2 separate regions of the Anser cygnoides genome follow, and region 2 is linked to region 1. A link is a contact called in public Hi-C data. All regions are on one chromosome and are shown on one strand. The core of a region is the stretch at or near the end of the contact, and the rest is flanking DNA. Distances in the headings are between cores, read along the strand shown.

Evidence for each region. Hi-C and Micro-C count contacts between places; a contact is called where the count stands out from the background.
Region 2: a contact with region 1 is called in a Hi-C map of liver, with 2.4 times the contacts expected there. The contact joins the enhancer-like site here to the promoter of SMARCD2 in region 1. A contact is called at or near these places in 2 of 7 Hi-C or Micro-C datasets (both in liver).

What each region holds. Positions count from the first base shown.
Region 1 is chr22:2,867,676-2,873,287 of Taihu_goose_T2T_genome, forward strand. SMARCD2 (SWI/SNF related, matrix associated, actin dependent regulator of chromatin, subfamily d, member 2) reads left to right here and starts at 1,587. Exons shown (of 13, transcript XM_066981450.1): 1 at 1,587-1,762. The coding sequence starts at 1,595.
Region 2 is chr22:3,231,356-3,236,880 of Taihu_goose_T2T_genome, forward strand. All of the region lies in intron 21 of MYO1D (myosin ID), which reads right to left. Among named protein-coding and RNA genes, the nearest start is that of CDK5R1, 40 kb to the left of the region's middle. Within about 2 kb of position 2,311, at least 1 of the 3 cell types and tissues checked has open chromatin away from gene starts, as enhancers often do. A contact at or near this core is called in liver, where this site is marked.

The DNA of each region.
Region 1 (5,612 bases), core at 337-2,836:
GTACACATGTGCATTGTACACACGTACATCGCACGCACATATGCACACATGCACACATACATGTATACCTGCACACACACACACTCAAACACACACACACGCACACCCATGCACATGCATGCACACGCACATGTACACACACATGTACACACATACACATGTACACGCACACACATGCACACATGCACACATACATGTACACTTGCATACACACGTACACTCACGTGCACACCCCCCACACACACGCATGCACACACACACGTACACACATGTACACACACGCAAACACACTCACACACATTTACACACATGTACACACATACACACACATGTACACACACGTACATCGTACACGCATGTACGCACATGCACACAAACATGTACACTTGCACACACACATGTACACACGCACATATACACGATGCACACACTGACACACACGCACACGCACACCCATGCACACACATGTATGGACACACACATGCATGCATGCACACACATGTACACACACACATGTACACACACACATGTACACACACATGTACACACACATGTACACACACATGTACACACACACGTACACACACACGTACACACACATGTACACACACACACATGTACACACACACATGTACACACACATGTACACACACGCAAACACGCTCACACACATGTACACACACACACACATGTACACACACACACATGTACACACACGCAAACAGGCTCACACACATGTACACACACACACATGTACACACACACATGTACACACACGCAAACACGCTCACACACATGTACACACACACACATGTACACACACATGTACACACACACACACGTACACAGACACACACACACATGTACACACACACGTACACACACACATGTACACACACACACACATGTACACACACACACATGTACACACACACATGTACACACACGCACACACATGTACACACACGCACACACATGTACACACACACATGTACACACACGCAAACACGCTCACACACATGTACACACACACACATGTACACACACATGTACACACACACACACGTACACAGACACACACACACATGTACACACACACGTACACACACACATGTACACACACACACATGTACACACACACACACATGTACACACACACATGTACACACACGCACACACATGTACACACACGCACACACATGCATGCATGCACACACATGTACACACACGCAAACACGCTCACACACATGTACACACACACACACACACATGTACACACACACACACACATGTACACACACGCAAACACGCTCACACACATGTACACACTCACACTCACACACTCACACACCCCCTCACCCCCCCACGCCTGCCCGCCCTGCCGGGCCGGAGCTCTGCCCTCGGGGGCGTGGCCACGAGCGGGGCGGGGCTGCCCTCGGGGGCGGGGCTACGGGCGAGGGGGCGCGGCCTGCGCGGGGGGCGGGGCCTGCGGGTGCCGCGCGCTGCCTCCAGCCCCGGCCGCCGCCGCCGCTTCCGATCGCAGCGCGGGCGGGGCCGCCCCCCCCCGCCCCCCCCCCGCCCGCCCGGCCCCGCCATGGCCGCCCGCGGCGCCTTCCCGCTCAGCCCCCTGCCGCCCGCCGCCCCCGCCGCCCCGCCGCCCCCCGGGCCCGGGCCCGGCATCATGAGAGGCCCCAGCCCGGCTCCGGCAACCGCTGCGGCTCCGGGCTACCGGCCCATGGGGCCCGCGGCCGCGCAGTACCAGGTGGGGGGGCCGGGGGACCGGGGGGGGAGGGGGCTGAGGGGTGCTCGGGCCGGGAGGGGTCCTGAGGGGGGCTAAGGCCGGGGCGGGGGGGTCCTGAGGGGGGCTGGGGTCGGGACGGGAGGGCTCGGGGGGGCCCGGAGGGGTCTCGGGGGGCCCTAAGTGAGGGGTCTCCGGGGGGGCCCTGAGGGCGTTGGGGCCGGGGGGGTGTTATGGGGTCTTGGAGGCCTCATGAGCCGTCGCTGGGCCGGGGGGGGCAGTCCTGGAGCTTCGAACCCCGTAGGCCCCCCCCCGGCACCCAGCCCGGCCGTTGGGGCCCTTCCCGTGGGGCGGACGCAGCCCGAGCCCCCCCAGCGGAGCCCCCGCGGGCTCGGCTCAGGGCAGGTGGCACCCCCGGGCCCCAAAAAAAGCCCGAGGCGCCTCGGGGGGGCTGCAGGTTTGCCAGGCCCGCGTCCTCCGAAGCGCCTGCTCGTGCCTCCGCCGTGAGCGCTTGGAAATTCCCGTAAAAGTTGCAGGAGGCAAAGCGATCGGCCCTACAGCAGCGTTTGGGGCCGGGGGGGGGGGGGGGTCCCCGTCGGGCACCCTCGGGGGGCCGCTGGCGATGGGAGAAAACCCAGCGGGGAGGCGCGAGCCGCTGCAGGACGCTTTGCGCGCGGCTCTGCCTTCGCAGCCCGGCCGCCGTTGCACGTCTCATGCCCCGAAACCCATTCGCCCGCATCCTTTGCAAACTTAGAGGCAACCGTTTAAAACTTCAGCCGCGTGTCTTCAGGAAGAAGCTGGAGAGACGGCGATGCAGGTGCTTGCAGATATTAGGGGGAAGAATGGGGACAGGCAAGGGCCGGGAAAGGAAATCCGATCAGCAGTCCCGGAGAAGCCACAAAAACTGCTCTTTCTTCTGCCTGCAAGTGTTTTGTAAGAGAGGGATTTTGTCTGACGCTCGCTTGCGGCCTCCCCCTGTGCGTGCAGCTCGCCTGTTGGGTCGCTCGTGCACGCGGGGCGATTATTTTGGTTCTGGAGCAAAGCACCGTCTTGCAGACGGGCTGGAAATGGAGGCGCCCAGTTGTGCAACGTGTTCCCAACCACCGCCGATCGCCTCCCCCAGTGCTGCCGCGTTGTTTGCGCGAATTAAAACTTAAGAGATCGATGAAGCCGAGGGAATTTCCAACTTGTAAACCTGGCTAATAGAAAACGAGGAAACGACCCGGGAAGCCGAAAAGCCCAGAAGTGAAAACTGAGACGGCGCAGCCAAGACCGATCCGGGCGTGCATCGGCTGTAACTCGACTCAAAGGCTCGAGGGCCGGGCGGGATCCTGAGGGTTTGCCCTGCAGCAGGGTGCAAAATCCGGCCGGGCATCGCTCGCTGCTCCGCTGCGGGTAAACAGGAGAACATATGCTTGTTTTCCCCCCGCGCCGGCCAAAACGCCGTGCTTGGAGCAGGTGCCGGGAGCGTGTGGATGGGGTAGGGTGGGACCAAGCATACGGCACCGTGCTGCAGCCTTCGCTCAGTCCACACGGCGCGGGGCGGCAGTGAGCAGCGTGGGCTGTGTCTGGCCGTGGGCTGTGTCTGGCCGGCTGCTCGCTGGCGGTCGCCTTGCAGCGGGAGGGGAGAGCGGGTCTAATCAATACGGTCTGGCCTTTGTTTTGCAATTTCCAGGCGGTGGAAAGCAGCTCCTCCCCGCTGAGCGGTCAGCCCTGCCGTGCCCGCGGGACCTCTCGGGGGGTAGCGAGTGACTCAGGCCCCTTCTGCTCCGTTATGCCCTGGTGTAACGAAGAACTTTGTCCATTGTTTGGCCACTAGAAAACACAACAGCCCTCATCTATGCCAGTGAGCGCTTAGGGGCTCCTTAATCAGTGGATTATTAAACATATGCTAATCCTCTGACATCCTTGCGCGTGTGGTTATTCACCAGCAGCTCAAGGAGGGAATTCAAGAGGACAACTCCCTCTGGCACCAGTGGGAGCTGATGCTTCCAGAGCAGAAAGGAGAGGGATTTTCAGGAGCGTGCTCAGGGAACGGGCGATCAGCTGCTCGGTGGCAGATGCCCGCATCACGGCGCGCAGGTCTGTGTAAATTCAACGGGAGTTTCTTCTGTTTATTGTGGTGCAAGTTTCAGGCTCGGGAGGTTTCTCCCGAGACATGAGATTGACGCTGCGGCGCGGAGCAGGCTTGGCTCCGTGACACAGTTCTTTAACACGGGTCGTGCAGTGGGGAAAGGGTTGTGCAAAATGGGGCTCTGGCCTTGAAGTTTGCCTGTGCTTTTGCTTTGCTGGCTCGGATCAGCGGCAAAAAGCAGAGTTAGTGAAGTGCCACGTTAAAAGGGTTTCACTGGCGCTTGTTGACAGGAAGGAATCCCATTTCCATGGGACAGAAAGGCTGTTGCAATCCAAACAACTGCTAACGAAGTGATTTCGGAGGAACCAGGAGGCTCAGCTGCTCTGACTCCTCGTGGAGTGGGGCTCTGGATGGCCAGGGCAGGGCTTGGGGCTCGCTGTCTGCACATCCTTCTGCCCTGGTGCAGATCCACTGGATCCACGCTGGGGAGGAGGAAAGCGGGCTTCCAGCTCGTTGGGTGAGCGGGGCTGGCTCGGAGGCAGCTCGGGCACGATGGCTGGGGCTGGAGCTGCGACACAAAGCAGGGACCGGCCTCGTGCCCGGCTGCGTGACCCACCCTTCCCGGGGGAGACGGTTTCCAAGGCAGGTTTCATCAGAGGCTGAGCATCCAGTTAATTGAAGCGATGATACAAAGCAGAGAAATGCTCTCCTCTCGGGGCAAGAGGGAGGCGGGCAACCACAGAGGCCGGAGCACCCTTTGTTTCTCTGGTGGAAACATGGCAGTGAGGTTCTGCTCGGTGGGAAGCATCTCCAGAACTTGGTGCCGAAGGCCCTTGCTCCGTCTTCCTCCGCTCGGGGGCTCTCGGCGCCGTTCCCTGGACATCTGGGCAGCGTTTTGTGCCAGGCACTGCTCTTCCCATGGGTGCCTCTGTGCTGCCTTACCGAGGCTACCGCAGTTTCTCTTTCAAGTGGGAACCAAACACCTTTCTTCCTTGTTCCTGCTTGCGTTAACACCTGTGTTATCATTTAAATCCCTTGCCTTCTCCTTTCTCCGCCTGCTGCGGTCTCTTTTCTTCGGGTCGCTCTTCTCGCCGCCTCCTCCCCCCGTCCCACCCTCATCGTACTGCTCTGCAGGGAGGGGCGAACGCAGCACGTCGGCACGAGGTGAAGGTCCCGGGCCGTAACTCGCGCATCGCTTCTGTATGCCCGCCAGGTCCCTGTAGCGTGGAAGCTGTGGAGGAAACTTCACTAACGTGGCCTTTGCCCCTGAGCCCGCGTGGCGCAGTGCACAAGCCCGGCATGCTCGTGCCGAGGGCAGCGGAGCTGCTGCCTGGGTCCTGACACGAGCGGCGCAGCCCGCACGGCTCGCGGTGGGGCAGCCGGAGCCTCTGACCTGGAACATCTGTGGCTGCGGATATGAGGCCCCAGGCAGGCAGGTTTGTCAGGACCCGAATATCTCGGCTGGTGCTTGAAGCGTTGCCAGCACGCGTCCTCAGTCTGCTCAGCGTTGTCGCCTGTCGCTTTGCCGTTCTTCCTTTAATTTACTGCTTCCTCGCCCGCAAGTTTTTAGCGGAGACTCCGACTCCTGAAACGCGGCCGGTCTTCAGAGGATCGCGAGCTGCCCCCGTGCAGCGGCCTACCCGTGGCTCGGGGCTGGCTGGGAGCGAGGCGCTGTGCGAGAGCTCACGGTGCGCAGCGGCACCCCGGCGGCAGTAACGCCTTCCTGCTGAAGGTCGCTGCCGATGCTAACCCAGGCTCTTCCTGGCGCCCTCCCAGGAGGGATTTGCTCGTGGATAAGAA
Region 2 (5,525 bases), core at 1,061-3,560, 360 kb after region 1:
TCCTGAGCTGCTGCTCCTCTGACAGGCTGTGCTGCTGACTCTTTTCCAAGCTTGCTGAAGAACCTGAGGATTTTAGGATATTAGGGTTTCTCTCCATATCTACTTTGTTTCCTCAGATAAAAGGTTTTCCACTAATTTTGTCTCCCCTCCCTACTCTCATTCATACAGTTTCTTGCTTTATATGAAGACCACATAACACAAAAGAAAAGGAATAAATTTAGCTTGTAAGGTTGCCATATTTTTTTCTATGTTTATCACTGCTGTATTTAATTGCCTGCATCACAAGGATCAAAGACAGATGAAGTGGGAAATTCAGTAGGTAGCAAACAAGCGCCAATATAATTTGATGGCTGACTTTCTGCTTGCTGCTTTACGCTCATTAACCCAATTCCTTTGAACTCAAGTAGGAGATGCAGTTAACACATCATTGGCAACCAACCTCCAGGGATGCTGAGAGGGATAAGAATCCCAGGCGAATTGGAGAGAGACGAGCTGGTGATGTCAGAATTTCCCAGCCTACACTCAGGTGAGCAAAGCAAAAATTCGTGAACGTTGACCGATACCTGTCTGCCGACAAGGCTGTCGACACGGGGAGCCATGCACGAGCCCTGTGTCCCAGGCACTTTCCCTCCTGTCTCTTCTTTCCTTAGAAATGAGCTTGCGAATTTAATTAATGGATTTACTGATATTCCATCTCATTAGCTATATAGGGTAAGATCAGCACCATCTCGTTCAGAAATATTTTAAGAACTTAAGTGGCCTTACTGCTCCGCATATCAGATTGAACACAGAGAGCCACGGCCAGGCACAGCACGCTGTGGTTGTGAATAAAATTCCTCCTATAGCGCTGTCCTCAAGCACGCCTGATGTGAATGGGGTGAGTAACAGTGCACATAGATGAACCAAGCTGATGGTAAAACTGTCCTGCATCTTAGCAACAGAAATGGAATCAGATGGTGATCTTTACGTTCAAGACAGGCAAGTATCTGTCTTGTTACTTCCCCCAGTGTCACAGGATGAAAGCTGATTGCAGCTCACTTGATAAGATGAGCGGTCTCAGGGATGCCAGGGGCGAAGGGGCACCTAGGGAGCATGTGGCTGGAAAAGCCTTTCGTCTTTCAACCGTTCTGCAGTAAAAGCTCTTATTGCCCTTTTTGAAATTCATTGCTTGGAAAATCAGCAGACACTACTATGCATAATCACACGTTCATACCTGCGGTCTGAAAACAACCAAATCTCTTCCAAGTCATTGTTACCATCAACAGCAACAACACCCACTGACACCAGCATGCAGAAGGTGTTTCAGCTGACACAGCCAAAGCAATCAAATTCATTAGCAGCAAGGATGCCTCAGAAGCTGCAGAAAGGGCAGCTACACATCAGGGATCTAATTTGCTTCTTTCCTCACCTTCATTTCATCACCTACCACCACTTCATTGGCTTGTTACCTTTGTTTAATAATTTATATAGCCCCTGCTTAAACATTCTGGTGTGCTCTGCTTATGGGAATCTGTGAATACGTGACTTGGGACTTTATGCATATTTAGGGATATTCCAGCTGGGCAAGCACCTTGAAAAAGCAGTTCTGAGGCTGCTGGAAAGGAAACAAGAGGATGACAGCTTCAGATGAAACAACGAAACAAAGCCCATTAGCCCTCTTTCAACAGCGTCTGGGTAAAAAGCACGGCACGCCTCAAATGAGATGGGGCGGATGCGTCATCCCAGGTAGAGCTATGGTTGAAGATCCTTCACTGGCTGGTGACACGATGAAACCCACCTGCATTCACAACCTGTCTAGACACAAAGGAACTCCATTTTAATTAAAGCTATTTAACTAACCCCGTGCAAACCCCGCAGAGGCATTCAGTTCAGCAAGGCTCAGACTAAATACAAACTTTCCCAGGAATAGCTGTCAGCCTGAGCTGGGAAGATGCATGAAGTGACTGACACAGCACTGAAAGAATTATTTTTGTATACACACAGCTGTACTGACACAGCTTTTTTGGCATGGGGGAGTGAAATGAGATGTTCAAGACAGTTGTCCTTATAGATAAAGGACCCAGAGCACTCAGAGCTGGTCGCTGTCCCCTTCACCACGGCATGCAAATCCTTCACTGAACAGACTCTAGCCTTTCCTCTCCCCTGACATTCATACCTGCTTCCTCTCAGCCATCTAAAATCCTAGCCTGGGTGCCCAGGTCCCCAGCTCAGGTCAGACCACGTGCTCTGGGAAACGGAGACGAGCACGCTGTGAGTGAGGGTGTGTACGAAGGAGACACAAAAACAGGCAGCAACCCAAAGCCTCATCGCCCAGAATTCAGTTTGACCCAGCCCAATTCACCGTGAGGTCACCCAGGTAAGAGCAAAGGAAGAAGGGCTCGCAGGGCTCGCTCAGGCAGCTACAATTAGGCTGGTAGACGATGAGGCTGGAAGCGGCGCTTTGGGGCAGAGATTCTGCTTGGGAGGAAGCTGACATTTTTTAAGTGTGGAGGAAAGTAAAGGACTTTCCCCTGAAAGTTTACAGTTAAAAAAAACCCTCTTGGTAAAAATTACAAAGCTGTTGTATACTTAACCTTTTCCTTTCCAAACTCATCTCTGCTGACATTTGATATTTGAGAGTGAAAGAGGAAATACAGTTCTGTTTTTTCAAAAGCAGCGCACATCTCAGCCCGGTTACCTCCGCTGGCACAATCACGCCGCCTGTCCATCTGTCAGTCCCCACTCTGCCCCAAGGCTGACAGACAGAAGACTAATACACAAGCTAAGTGAAAAATTAACTGCCAGAGATATCCAAAATAAATACCTCGCTGATGGAAAGGCAAGCCAAACTCAGCCTTTCCACGTCCCTTTTGCTGGCTGCAGTCAAGTGAGCGCCTGCAGCTCTCTGGCACTTGCCCTGGCGATGCTGTGGGAGGACAGACAAAGAGGAGGAAGCAGCTGATGTGCCAGCAGTGGTGGTACTTCAGACAAAGAGGATCTGGTCCTTGGGCAACCTCGTTTTATCTGCCCCACTGCTGCTAGAGAGGCCACTGAGAGCGATGGGTGCTTCTGTTAAAAAGCACAGCTTCCAGAGGGAAAACACTAATGCAACGTTAACTTGTAATGTGCCTTTTTCAGGCTTATGTCCTATAAATCCTTCTCTCCTTACTGTTCACAAACGACCTCTGCCCCAGGACTGAAGCTGGTTTGGTTCTGGGTTAATAAGCTCAAAGGTTAGAAGTTAATCCAAGACCAAGCATCCACCAGTGCTCCCAGCATGACTGAGCACCCCAGTCTACCTCCTGGCTCACTCGGCTGGCTGCTGGGGTTCAGCATATCCCCATCTGGGGGCTGTCCCAGAGCAGCTCGGTAACCTCCCCTCCCCTGCAAAAACAACAAGGTAAAACATGGACAGATCAAAGTGCAGAAATTGTGCAAGAGCAGTCAATGATCTTGGGTTTTGCGGCAGGAGCTCTTGCGCCCAGGCTAGGCAAGTGCAAGCGTTCAGACCCTGGTGCCAACTACCTTAGTAAGCTATGCGACTTCCACAAATACTTTTACATTCCTCCTTGGACAAAGGCTTGAAGCTGATTTGCACACACAGGAAGAAAAATGCTGGTTGCACTCTAACACTGCACTGGACAGAGCATTGCTGACCAGTATTTCTTAAGAATTTCTTTCCAATCTGCAATAAAATTTACATCAAGCTAAATTTGGCTGAATTCTTTAACCAAACCCAAAGCTTATCAGGGAACAATCTCCTGCAAACAGAGCATCCCTTAGAAGCTAGGTTGAGAGACAGACAGCTTTTATCTCCAAGTCTTCCAAAATAGAAACCGTCCTAAAAAACAGGTCAGTGCTGGCCATCCTGCCGTTTCAGACACTGTATTTAGCAATACAAGCATACAACAAAGTGAACACACTGCTATTAGCTATACTACAAGATGCGTGATCGTAACTGACATGCAGTTTGCATGAGCAGCCAACCCTCCAGAAGGAATCCGGAGTCCCAGGGAGTTTACGAACACTGAGCGATCAGCACCGACTCCCTGTGGGTTCGGTACCAGTCACTAATTTTGCTATCTTTCTCAATGCAAATAGGATCAAAGCACACCTCTAATCCCAGGGACAGGATCAATGGTCCAAATGCAAGCCCAGCAGCAAAGCCCCCTGGCTTTCAGGTGCATCCACTGGCCACCAGCAGCTCAAGCACCTGCATTTACAGCTACCTGGCCCTGAAGAGGAAATGCTGGAGGCATACAGGAACACCCGGCATCGAAACATCTTCAAGGCCACACATCTCTGGCCGCTTTACAAGTGGCTCCATCCCCCATCCTCCCTCTGGTTCACATTGTTGTGCTAAAGTACTGCACGCTGAGCAAAGACCAGCAAGGTCGCTAAGAGAAGCAGACCTGGTGTTTGTAACATGCTCATGGAGAAAAAACGGCTCAGGCCTGGCAGTCACAGCTGAAAGAGGTGGTAATAGAATTTTGGGTGTAACCTCAAAGTAATTAATCACACTGGATACTTCACATTTTATAAAAACACACGCCTCTGCACGTCCCTAAGCTGGCACTTCAGCACGTCCTGCTCCTGCACACATGGGGGCTTCACAGTGCCCTTCAATCCCCACCTCTCCTTGCCCCAGTTCCCCCACAGGTCCCAGTGGCTGGGTGCTGCTGGCAGCCCGTGGAGTGGATTTTCCTGCTGGGTTGCGACCAGCAGCAGACTGCTGGGGTGGCAGCTTCCACGCAAGCACCTCTTTTCAGTTTCATACACATGTGAAAAGCAAAGCTGAAGCCCCCAGTACAGAGAGGAGTCATCAGCACTGATCACTCCATCATTTGCAGTGCAATTACTCAGCCACTCAACCCACAGCTGCAGGAGCTGTCTTCACACCGGTGGGAGATCCTGACACGTTATTCCCTGTCAGGCGTGACGTGACACATCCCCAACATCCACTGTTTGCAATAGCGTATGCTAGCGCAGCGTGCGGTGAGGCTGAGCACTTCAGGCCCACTAAGGTATCAGGACTGGACTCGCCAAAGCTTTCTGCTCAGCGAACTCCCTCCAAGCTGATTTTTCTGCCGTGGTCTGAGCTCAGCCACATACACCCTCCTCCTTTGTCTTACCATTCATGGTTTCTCCTAGCTGATTTGCAAGATACAGTACCAGTGGAACTGCAGGCAAGGCACAAGAAGACTCTTAACATTCAAAAGTCTTCATGTAAATCCTGATTGTAAAGCAAATTAATTCCAGTCTGAGCCAAACTCAACCCCGACCAGCAGCTGGGCAAACACATATGCCTCCAAACTGCAAGCATACAACTTAAGCAAATGTAGCTGATGAATGCTTTGGGTAATCGCGTCCTTACCCCATTTCCCCCAAAGTAGTATCAGTTAAAACCAGTGGAGACATTTCCTGCTCAGATTTCAAGATGAATGGTGGAGTTAATTTCCTAGCACAGACACCTACTGCTACTTCAGAGACCTTGGGGTACATCCCTTGCCCCAAGGTGCCACTGCAGAAAAGCAGAAGTCTAAGGT